Linked DNA regions of Gossypium arboreum: region 2 is linked to region 1. The links are chromatin contacts, called in public Hi-C maps. All regions are on one chromosome and are shown on one strand. Each heading gives the region's core, a stretch centred on a gene start, on an enhancer-like site or on the middle of the called end of the contact. The rest is flanking DNA. Distances are from core to core; before and after follow the strand shown. Region 1 overlaps LOC108467281 (serine/threonine-protein kinase STY46). Region 2 holds the start of LOC108467309 (heterodimeric geranylgeranyl pyrophosphate synthase small subunit, chloroplastic).

Region 1 (5,619 bases), core at 955-3,454:
TTGGCAAATTTTCTAGCTAAAGTATTAGATCAGACCAGTTCAATTGTAACACTCCATATCCGAACTTGGCAATCGGGTCGGGTAAGGGCATTATAAAATATATTTTATAATTTATTCAATTTAGTCCCTAAACCCGAAACAAGCATAAATTTATGTCTAAAGCGTCGAATTAAAATTCGATTTCACATATATTCATTAAGGACCTACTTTCTATTCCTACCAAAATTTCATAATAGTTTTGCATTTATTCAATTTGGTTCCTAATGTACGAAACTAATAATTAAGCTTAATTTCTATCAATTTCACACCAAATTCATCTATATCCCAACAATGGAAACTTTCAAAAACTTTAAAAGTTTTACGGTACATAGGCTAGTTAAATAAAGTTTCAATGATTCAATTTCCCTTAAAATCAAAGAAAAGTGGCTAGGGACTTACTTGAAATTAAGGGTCAAATGTTAAAATAAGGTTGAAGCTTTCTTCTGTTCTTCTAGGCTATGGTGGACAGTTAATGTGGAGAAGATGAAAGCTTTTCTCCACTTAATTTGGTTCATATAGTGTGGTTTAATTGTAATTAAAGTAGTTTAATTATCTTAATCTTAATTAATTAAACTTTAATAACTAATTATCTTAATTTAATAGACACCTTTCATCATTATCCACTAACAATTTTTCTAATTTGGTTTATTAGCCATTTTAGTCATTTGGATAATTACTATTTAAGCCTCCAACATTTATCCTAATTAAAAATCTATAGCTATCAAAATTTTACAATTTAGTTTCTAGACTTTAATTAACCACATTTTCAAATAATTTGTCTAACCAAATATCGATTCATCAATATTCAAACTCCATAAATATCTCTAATTAATATTTACAAACTCGATTTACAAAAACGAAATTCTAAAATCGCATTTTTCGATATTACTGAAAATCAAGTCGTTACAATTTTAGAATTGAAGTGGGACGAAAGTATTATATAAAATTCGAAACTCAAAAGTTGGAATATACAAAAATAAAAGTTGAGTAGGGGTTAGGGTGAGAAAAAAACACTAACCTAATTTGCCCTGTTGTCATATCAATTCATAGTACACAAATATTGAAAGAAAATATTAAAATATAACCAATAAAAATAATTTTTAAATATAAAATACAATATTTCATTTTTTAGTTTTAGTTTTTAAATAAATTGAATTTTTTGTGAAAACTTCAACGGTACATAAAAGTCGTGGAGTATCGAGCTGCTTTCCGAGCAACAAAATATAAATAAACGGTTATTTATCAAATTTTTATTTTTAATATATTAATGACATAATAGAATTTAATTTTAATATTTTAGTGAATTAATTTTAGCCACATTCGGGTAACCTATAATTAAAAAAATTAATGAAAGATATTTTCTATAAAAAAATTTGTAAGAAATGATAAGTTTATAGAGATCTATCTATCACTGAATATAGATTTTTAATTATTACCTTTTATATTTATTAAACAATATTAATATATAAAACATATTTTATAATTTAAATTCAATATTAATTACTCAATTTTATAAAACACTCTTAAATGTAATATAACATGGAACAGTGTTTTATATTTTCCATATTTAAAGAAAATCCCACCATTAGTTATGTTTGTTACATTTTTCATGCAATACTTTATGCTCTTAAATATACCACATTCATGTTCTCTAAATTATTACAATAACAATAACGTCAACCCAACAACAAAGCTAAAATACATATACAAAATATTCCCCAAAACATATATTTAACAAAATAAATAAAAGCAATTGTATGGAAAAATAAAAAAGGAAAAATACCCTTTGAGTGGAGCAAATTGCAAATCGAGTCTACGTTTTACAATGATCTAATGCCGATTTAGTAGCTCCGAAAACAAGGTCAATTTTTCAATAAAGAGAATCACATTGAACCCAAAATTTGTCCTAACTAGATCATGCAATTACTTTTAAAACAGGATTCAACGAATTCAAATCTACAAAATGCAATTCTTTCTTTTTATCTTCGAATAGGAATGGCGGCAGGCAGAAGAATGGACATTGTTTTAGACGACCATAAATCATGGGGGAAACAAGGAAAAAAAAAAAAAAGAATTACTGTACAGTGTTGATGAAAATGGTGGGAATGGCCCGGCCGACATATCACTGTATAAACATATCTTGGTCTTTTACTTTAATGGTGGCCTCTCCTAAGGGCCGACAAAAATCCTCCTGAAGATTTCTCCTTACGTCGATCTTCACCGTCATCTCCTACCTGTTTTGCAAATTTATCCACCGTAAAAATCTGACATAGATGTTCATATTAAAGGCTTTTAAAACAATATAAGCACAAAATGGCAAAAACTGAGCAAACAACCATGTGTATGTCGTCGAGCCATTGGACGCAGGTGAATAATTTGTGAAAATAAAATAAGTTGAATGGAGAATATGAAAACAAACCTCCTTGGCAATTTGCTGTAAAATCTCTATAATTTCAGAAAAATCAGGTCTTAGTGCAGGATCTTGTTGCCAGCAACTCTCAAGCAGTTCAGCCAGCTTGGGGTTAGTGTGCTTTGGAATTGTAGGACGTAGATTCTAGAATCAATATGAATAAATAGAGTGATTACTATTTGTCTAAGCACTGTCAAAATAATCCTCCAATGACTTTCCTTGTCGATGATAGAGACAGTAGGCATACCTTTTGAACCACTCCGACAGCAGCTTGTAATGGGGTTAAGTACTCGTATGGAAGCTGCAAATGCAAACAAAAACAAACCATCAGACATCTTCATGTATGTAACCTGAACATATTAAACAAAAGATAGTGACTGAGAAATACCTTTCCGGTTAACAACTCCCATAATACGATTCCAAAACTAAAAACATCAGCCTTGTGATCATATGGCTTGTGTTCAATAACCTTCAAAACAAAAGAACTGTGGTAAGAAAATGAGCAGATGAACAATCAATTAGAGGATGAATGATAATCTCAACTCAAACGGATTAATGCAATTACCAATTTACTTTTAAAGAGGAACATAAAGCAACAATGAGTAAAGAGAACAAACTGACCAAGATTAAACCCTTTTTCCTTTCTAATCATGATAAAGAAACACAAGTGAAGACAATAAAGAGGCAAATAAAACAGTCAATACACTTTAACTTACTGGAATAAAAAAAGAGGCTAAACTCTTTGCTTAGATTTAAACTTGGGTTAAAAAAAGCAAATAAAGAATACAACTTACATCATGGTTCATCAAGTACTTAAGTTCTCTAATTTTAATTTTAATGGAAATTAACTGAGTGAATCAGCTAGCTTCCTTAAACCAAACCACATTTCTAGAAAGTTATACACTGCTTAATGCTTATAATGCTGTATCTTCATTTCTTTTTTTATATTTCACGAGACACCCGAAGGAAAGTTTAGGGATATTCATGGAACAGTTTCTAACAGCTTTTGTGATAGGAGCTCACCTCAGGAGCCATCCATCTGTATGTTCCAGTTTCAGCTGTCATAACTCCAGATTGAGATTTCACTCTAGCAACCCCAAAATCAGCAACCTTAACCACCTGTAAGGCAAACCTGTATTAGAATTTTTATCAAGCTAGCATTTAATTTGACCACAATAAATTATAGAAAGGGCATGTTTATAGGAGAGATTGTTCTCAAGCAAGATTTAAGGAAAGGAATAATTAGAGACAAGCTTAATTCAACTCAATGTATAAACTTTAGCAACTATAAGAATCTTACTTCATTTTCATCCATTAGAAGATTAGCAGCCTTCAGATCCCTATGGATTATATTATTTTGGTGCAAGTAGTTCATTCCTTTAGAAACATCTATTGCAACTTTAAGCAACGATGGAAGCCTGAAAACACCCTTCTGTTTGTGAAGGTAGTCGTATACACTTCCGCCAGACATAAATTCTATAAAGAGAAAAGAAAGGAAAAGACAGAAAGAAAACTGGCATTAGCATTTTCTTTCAATTACAAAAGAAAAACAAAGAGAGAGAGAGAGAAAGAGATAGAAATATTCATAAATCTCACTTTCATCAAATTAATAAAAGACAATAGAGAATCGGTAGGACACCTGTAATAATACACAAGTTAGGAGGCTGGGTACATGCACCAAGAAATTGTACAACATTCTTATGCCGAACTTTCCTGCAAATTTGAAGTAAAATTGTTGATTAACAGAATAGATTATTCCTGGAACAAAGTAGAACTCTATTTGATAAAATATAAATTATGTGGATTTCATGATGGAAGAATTAAAAGTGAGAAAACCGATCAAAGACATTAAAACCCAAAGCGGCTACTTGCTATGGTAAATTAGCATGAGTTTCACTGGTTTTCTTTCTATAAGAATACATGAAGTATTAAAAATAAATAAGAAACACGCAGCAACTGGAGAAGCCTACAATTATCAGTTGATCACCGATCTGAGTCAATATGGCATTCAAACAACAAACAAAGATACCTCTTGACTTCAGATTATAATATTCAACAAATTGAGGATAACTTGGGGAAAACTACCACTTCAGACTTTACTTTTCTTTTTTGTGGAGGAGGTGGGAGGGTAGGGAGCACAATTTAGAATTCATCAAGACATTTCAGCGCAAACCTCATGATAAAAACTTCCTGGGCAAACTCTTTCTGCAAATCAGTATTTAAACGCTCTGGCTTGAGGACCTTAATAGCCACTTCCTGACTACAGTAAGTACCTTTATACCTGAAACAGAAAAAAAAGGCAATTGTATTGAAGCTTCAAAAAGAAACCTGCATCAGAAAGTAATTATTTCACTTACAGATCCCCATATGACCCAGATGCAACTTTGTTTTCAAACTTCAAGTGTCTAGGATCAATTTCCCAAACATCGGTCCCATCATTAGGAATTGCCACAAAATTCTGATAAGCATTGGTCCCCATTTTCTCATTGTCCCTCTTAGGAGAAAAGGAATGTTGCTTCAGCCAAGATTGCTTCTGCAGAAAACCCATTGAAAGAAAGTCTGTTTGAGTTGCTCATAATATAGGCCAACCTTTTAGCAGATAAATTATAACTTTCACATTAAAAATGTTCATTTCTCTATACACATTAAGCATTTCAGCATTTACACTGTACCAATCACTTGTCAGCGGAAAGCATGGAACACATCCAAAATGCTTATTCAGATTAGAAGACAAATATTTACCAATTAGGATTTGATGCCCACTAACGTAAACAAAGGAAGAGGGCACAGGGGACAGAGCTCAATAGGGGCTTAGTTTCAAAATATTAAGACTGTAGTATTATTTTCAACCACCAAGGATGCCATTATTAACCTACATAGAATTAGTTGACCATTCAACAGGCATAAATCTCCGGTGAAGAGCAACAGAAGGTTGTTATGATCCATGAAAATAAAAATTTTATAATTTTATCATTTTATCATAAAATTAGAAACATTTCAAGTAATAGAAAGGCCTAGGCCTATTTACAGCTGAGTAACTTTTGCAAGTATTATCCTGCAGTGCTCCACTTTAAAAGCTAGAGAAAGCAATCAAAGCCAAATAGCTCAGACAATTTATTATGTTAACATAATAGGGTAGCATAAAAATGATAAGCACACTCATGCAAGCA
Region 2 (6,421 bases), core at 354-2,853, 84 kb after region 1:
CAAGAGCCGGGATTCAGGAACAAGTTCAGGAGGCGTATGCATGACAATATGGTGGAAGCCAAGAGGGAAGAGTGCATCACCAGCAAGGATCGCCATGTCATCACCAAAGACCTTATGGTTCGAAGGTTGGCCTCTGCGTTCTGGAGCATCATCCATGCAAGGAAGGTCATCATGAATTAATGAAGCAGCATGAACCTGTAAAAATGAAAAAAGTTCAGTTCTAACCTGCACTTATGATCATCTGGTACCGATTTAAACTACATACAGACAACATAAAAGACAACGTCAGTTTAAATAGAACAACTTGCAGACATCTCTTTGATTTAGCAACAAAGAATACTACATATTAAAACAAACTTCCATGGCCAGTGAATCTTCAAGAGTGTTCTAACAAAGCAATGAATTGTTTTTCTTGTATTTCTGAATTAAGTTTTGTACTCAGTTTAGGCAAATGATATTGCGCAAACATAATCCCAGCAATCTTCAGAAAAAAAGATAACTCTTCCTACTTCAATGTCAAACAGTGATTCTCGTTATAAATATGATAAAATCCTGATCCATTTGTTTATCAATTATAACCAAGATTGAATTCAGTGGACCACAAATTCAAAAGTATACTGCACCAGGGTTATATTCTCATTCCATGTGAGATTTTATGTTAATTTGAACATTGATATAATCATTCAAAAACAATCCAAAAACCATTCGGGAAAAGGTTACCTTTTCTCATAATCAACACTAATTCTAGTTTTTGATTCTCTAAAAATTAAACTCTATGAAGAAAGTAACCAATGCTTGATATTACATGCTGCAGCTACTAGAGCTTCATAAAGGGAAGATTCATAAAAATTTATAGAATTAAAACTAGATAAAGTAATCCAACCAAAGTTTTACACCATATTCCTTAAAGCAGATACCTAAGCGTGGTTACTAAAGAACAATCAGATCAAATCATGTGAATAGAGAGGAAATTGGATAAATGGGAAAAGAGGAGGCAACCATTTCAAGAGCACAAGCAGTAGGGAAAGCAGCGAGTCGATTATCCCCAAAGATTTCATAGGCAGCCACACACATAACAGGAGGGGCTCGCTTAGCACCCTTTGCAAGAACAGAATACCTCATAGCTTCATAGATCTGATCTGGGTATTTCACTGGGATTGCTTCTTCAAGCTTTTGAGTGATTTCTGCATAAAGGGTAGCCCAGTAAGCCTTTAAATCGAACTGGGTCAAATTTGATTCACTTGAAATTGATACAGATGGTGACGATAGGCATCGAATTGGGATGTGAATATCCTTGGGTTTCCTGGTAAGGTAGAGATTTGGAACTGATGTTAACACCGTTGAGAAAACCATCCTTTCTCTCTCTCTTTTTCCTTTTTCCAGTAAAAGTTGATTGTAGAAATTTTCCCTTTATATGAACTAAACTTATTTTGTTAGGTCAGTCAACTATGACATACGAAGCCATTTCCTCCATTAAAGCCATTTACTAGTGCAACTCAAAAGGATAGTGTTTATGATCAAAGAAAAAGAAAAAATTAATAGGCACTCACAATGAGTACAGAAGTTTGAAGCATAGTCACATATTTCGAATATGTCCAATCTTCACATTATAATTTTAAGGGCATTTTGCCAGAAAATGGATCTTGTCCATGCCAATTTAATCTTTGACTTTAAGGGTAATTGTTGGATTGAATTAAATTAAAAAAATTTGAATTAATCGAGTTGATTTTATTTTATCATTCTAACTTGATTTGAAATATTTATAAATCGAGTCGAGTAAGATAGAATTCGAATCAAATATTTAAATTTATTACTAACTTTCATATGCTCATAATTTATTTATTAATTTTTTATATATGAGTTAGCATATTTACTTATTTAGTTGTTTCAATTATCTTCTAATTATTGTCACTATGTTAGCATCTTTGCTTACTTAGTTGTTTCAATTATCTTCTAATTATTATCACTATGTATTTTGAAATTAAAAATATATTAAATATAAAAATGTTATTTTTAATAAAATATATCTTAAAGATAAAATGTGAAATTGATACCAATATAAAATTTTAACACGAATATTTTATGGTATCATCAATAATTTAATTTTAACATAAATTTATAAAGATTTAATATGATTAAACAATTCAATAATATAAATAGTATAAAATGTAAAATTTAATTTAATAATATAAATTGTAGATATAAATTAAAAAATTGACAGAAATAATTAAAAATTATTACTATTTAGATTTAAAAAATTTGGATGATTTTTTATTTAAAGGTAAAGGGTAAAAAGTAAAAGTTTAGGGCAAAATAAAAAGATGAGGTTGGGAGAATAAAATTTTTGGGGAAAGTAAACGGGAGAAAATATTCAAAAAACTTTTGGGAAAAAATGTGTTTGGAGTAGATGGGGGTGGGATGGGAGAGGAGTAAAAGTTTTGGGGAGAAAGTAAAAAAGGTTGAGGGTTTTGGGTAAAAATATAAAATATTATAGTTTGGTATTTGATTTATTTGAATTATTTGAATTCGAAAATTAAACTTATTCGAAATTAAAATTCAAAAAAAAATTAAATTAACTCGAATAACTCGATTCGTTTAACTAGAAATTTGAAAAAATAATTTAATTTATTTGAGTCAAATCAAGATTTGCTCACTCTTATTGACCCACACTATATAGTTTTTGGGGGTTTATTATTAGCATAAATAAGATTCCATTATAATCGATATAATTTTTTATTGGATAAGTTAGTGTCTTTTGTTCATTTAGTAAGTTAAGTGAATTAATGGTTAAATTAGCTATATATGCCAAAAAAAAATGTTTATTGGTCAAATAGGTTGATTTTTTGAAAATTTAAGGAAATCGATCGTTTTTTAGGAGAGTATGTGAAAGCGTATTCAGCTGGGTGTGCTTTCTATACAACTGGTAAGAAAGCGCGCCCAACTAGACACGTTTTTCCTTTAAGTAGCAAATTTTGACTTCTTTTAATATAATTAGTTTGTTTAGTTAGATAGTTAAATGATAGTGATTTTATTTTTGAGTCTTAGGTTCAATTCATCTCCCACTCACATTAGTACTTTTTTATTTTATGTTGTTTTAAGATTTTTTAATTTTTAATTAATATTTTTAACTTCCTTAGTTAAATGGTTAAATAATAATTTCATTCTTAAGACCCATATGAATATACCACACGAATTCGTTAGTATAGATGATGAAATTCCATAAATACAGAGTCAATTCCAATAGACTTATTGGAGGGTTCCATTGGCGTGCATCCAGTAAGAATTGAATCTATGAATTCACCAATTATGAGTTGGGTGCTTTAACCATTTAGCCATGGATACTTAGCGGGGATCCTCATACATGATGAATAACCAAATTCCAATTGAAATGAAATATTTAGGATAGATAATTGCAATTTAGGAGGAATCAATGAAAGGACATCAATTCAAATCCTGGATTTTCAAATTGAGAGAGATTAATAATTCTCACTATTTTTTAGATTCATGGACCCAATTCAATTCAGTGTGATCTTTCACTCACATTTTTTCCACCAAAACGTTTTATAAAACTCTTGGACTCCCTAATTTGGAGTACCCTACTTTCACGAGGGTAAAATGGTTTTATTGATATTGGGTTTGATAAATATCAATGCAATGAATTGTTTCAAAGCCAATCATAATTGGCTTATCAGAATAGAACAAAATTCATTTATTTGATTAATACATGTACCTTTGCAATTCAACATAGATCCAATCTATTTTATCGAAACATGTGATGAAGGGATTTGTTTTGTCCACTAAACCCAATTTTTAGAAAACACACACACACACACACAATTTTCGATAACTTCTTACTGTCTCTTCCAAAAATTCTCGATTGTTCAATTCTCATTTTCAAAACACATTTGTAATTTTTATTTTATGTTGTTTCAAGCTTTTTTTTAATTTTTAATTAATAAATATATTGTTTTAAATTTTTTATTTTAATTCATCTTTTAAATCTTTTAATTAATAACTCTTTTATTCATAAAATCAAATAATAATTATATAATTATATAATAAAATATATATTTTACATATATCATTATGTTAAAAATACTTGAAATTAATAACTCTTTTATATATAATAAAAACATCAACTAATTTTTTGATATATTTTTCTTTATATATAATATTTATATGTCAAATATTTATATTCTCCAAATGTATTGTGGGTATGGATTTCTAATATTATAAATGAAATAATTATTTTAAATATAATTATTATTTTAATATGTAAAATATTTAAAATATCATTGTTTTTCATCTACATTATGGGTATGATATTTCAGATATTTTTATAAGTGAACCAATTAATTATTTCAAATATAATTATATTTATATGTGAAATATTTTAAATACACATACAAAAATATATTATACTTAAATTTACAAGAATAATGCAATATTTATTTTTGAAAAAAATTCATAATATTTTTTTTGTATTGCTTAACTTTGTCTTTACTTAGTCTGCCCGATAAGTGACACGTTCTTTCGTCTAGCAAAGTCCAGGGTTACGATTTTGTTTTTTCGGTTTGTGTTTATCGCTTTTTTCTTTGCCGACAATAAAGTTTACGCTTTTGAGAAAGTTTTTTTGTACAGGTTGATTTCACAAAACTGCTTCTATAAAGAATCCAAGATTCATCGATTGCAATCCAAGATACATTAATTTGGTTTTAGTGGATTGAGATGGCGTTAGTGGATAATGATTTGGCAAACCTAAATCTTGATGAGGAAGAAGACGAAGGGCTACAATTCGCAACAGAGGAAGGACCGCAAGAACCACTTTATGATTTATGCTTATTCGGATGTGTTCTCACAGAAAGCGTGGTTAATTTTCTGGCTATGAAGAACACGATGGCTAATTTATGGCATCTGTTGGGGGGAATTCAAATCTCTAAACTTGGAGAAAAACGGTACCTGTTTAGATTTTTCTATGAGGTTGATTTAGAGCAGGTGATGAGTAAAACACCTTGGAATTTTAATAATCATCTTCTTATCCTTTATAAACTAAAAAACGGTGAGGATCCGAGTTTTGTTCCATTAGTTTTTTCTGATTATTCGTGTAAATTCATAACCTTCCACTAAGTTTTTTTACTGATCATGTGGCGCAATTATTAGGAAATTTTATTGGCAAAATTTTGGAACATGATACAAAATAGCTTAGTCAAGGTTTTAGGAATTTCATGCGTATTAGAGTTCAGATAGACATTAAAAACCACTCAAGAGGAAAAAGAAAATTCTGATTCCCCATTTAGATTCGATATTTGTAAGATTTCGTTATGAAAAATTATCTTTATTTTGCTTTCTTTGTGGATGTTTAGGGCATGAAGATTAATTGTGTTAGAAAAGGATTAACCTAAGGTTGAAATAAGTGGAATATGGATGGGATGTTTCACTTAGGGCACAATCTAGGAGGGCGAGCATTATTCCAAGCGTTTGGTTATAGGAAGATAATATAGGGCGAACTTTTGGGGGAAGGGCTGGTAAGAAAGATGTTCGAAATAACGAAAGAGGAATTCATAGCTTTGGTTTGTGATAAGAATTGGGGTTTATTAGTAATACTTTGGGACTTAACATCAAAGGAGATAAGCAGTAAGGAAAAGGAAAAGGGGTAATATGGCAAAGCGATGGGGAGAAGGAGGATATGGTTGAGGATATCAAAGAGATTCCCTTAGAGAACGGAGAAGGGAAGAAGAGATTTATGTTAGAAAGTCATATCTTAGATAGATTTCTGAATAGAGCTGAGGGTGGACAAGGGGAATAGAGAGGTACATATTATAAAAATCAGATATCGGTGACTGCCAGTAGGTAAGCCAGCTGGACACAATATAAATCTTAAGTTGGAGCGTCTATGGATTGGGGAGTCCACAGGGTGTTAGAAGACTTCAACATATGCTGACAATTTATAATCCTCGAATTGTCTTATTTATGGAGACAAAGTTAAATAATTCTCGGATGGAAAGAGTTTGACGACAATATGGGTTTAATTGTTGTATTGATGTTCCAGCAATGGGAACGAGAGGGGGTTAAGTCTTGGTTGGAAAAGTGAAGTAGCGATCAGTTTAAGAAGTTATTCCAAACATCAAATTGACGTCAATATAGAAGATAATGAAGTAAGGGCAAATTGGAGATTGATTGATTTCTATGATGCACCAGAGGCTCGTGGGAGAAGTGAGGCTTGGGATATTCTAAGGAGGTTAGGGAGAGAACATGATTCACATTGGCTGATTTGTGGGGATTTTAATGAGATTTTATATGCTTTCAAAAAGGAAAGAGATTTACCAAGGGATAAAGGTCAAATGGAAGAATTGAGGACAATTTTTAATGATTGTCGACTTGAAGATGTGGGTTATGCTGGAAGGTGGTTTACATGGTAACG

Evidence for each region. Hi-C and Micro-C count contacts between places; a contact is called where the count stands out from the background.
Region 2: a contact with region 1 is called in a Hi-C map of leaf, with 2.0 times the contacts expected there. The contact joins the promoter of LOC108467309 here to the enhancer-like site in region 1. A contact is called at or near these places in 2 of 5 Hi-C or Micro-C datasets (both in leaf).

What each region holds. Positions count from the first base shown.
Region 1 is chr2:103,448,962-103,454,580 of ASM2569848v2, forward strand. It overlaps LOC108467281 (serine/threonine-protein kinase STY46), which reads right to left. Exons shown (of 16, transcript XM_017767880.2): 8 at 4,807-4,982; 9 at 4,623-4,730; 10 at 4,089-4,162; 11 at 3,750-3,925; 12 at 3,473-3,568; 13 at 2,838-2,918; 14 at 2,697-2,750; 15 at 2,459-2,593; 16 at 1,658-2,273. The coding sequence ends at 2,193. Among protein-coding and RNA genes, the nearest start is that of LOC108467281, 7.3 kb to the right of the region's middle. Within about 2 kb of position 2,205, at least 2 of the 2 cell types and tissues checked have an H3K27ac peak or open chromatin away from gene starts, as enhancers often do. A contact at or near this core is called in leaf, where this site is marked.
Region 2 is chr2:103,533,880-103,540,300 of ASM2569848v2, forward strand. LOC108467309 (heterodimeric geranylgeranyl pyrophosphate synthase small subunit, chloroplastic) reads right to left here and starts at 1,604. Exons shown (of 2, transcript XM_017767935.2): 1 at 1,000-1,604; 2 at 1-195. The coding sequence starts at 1,353.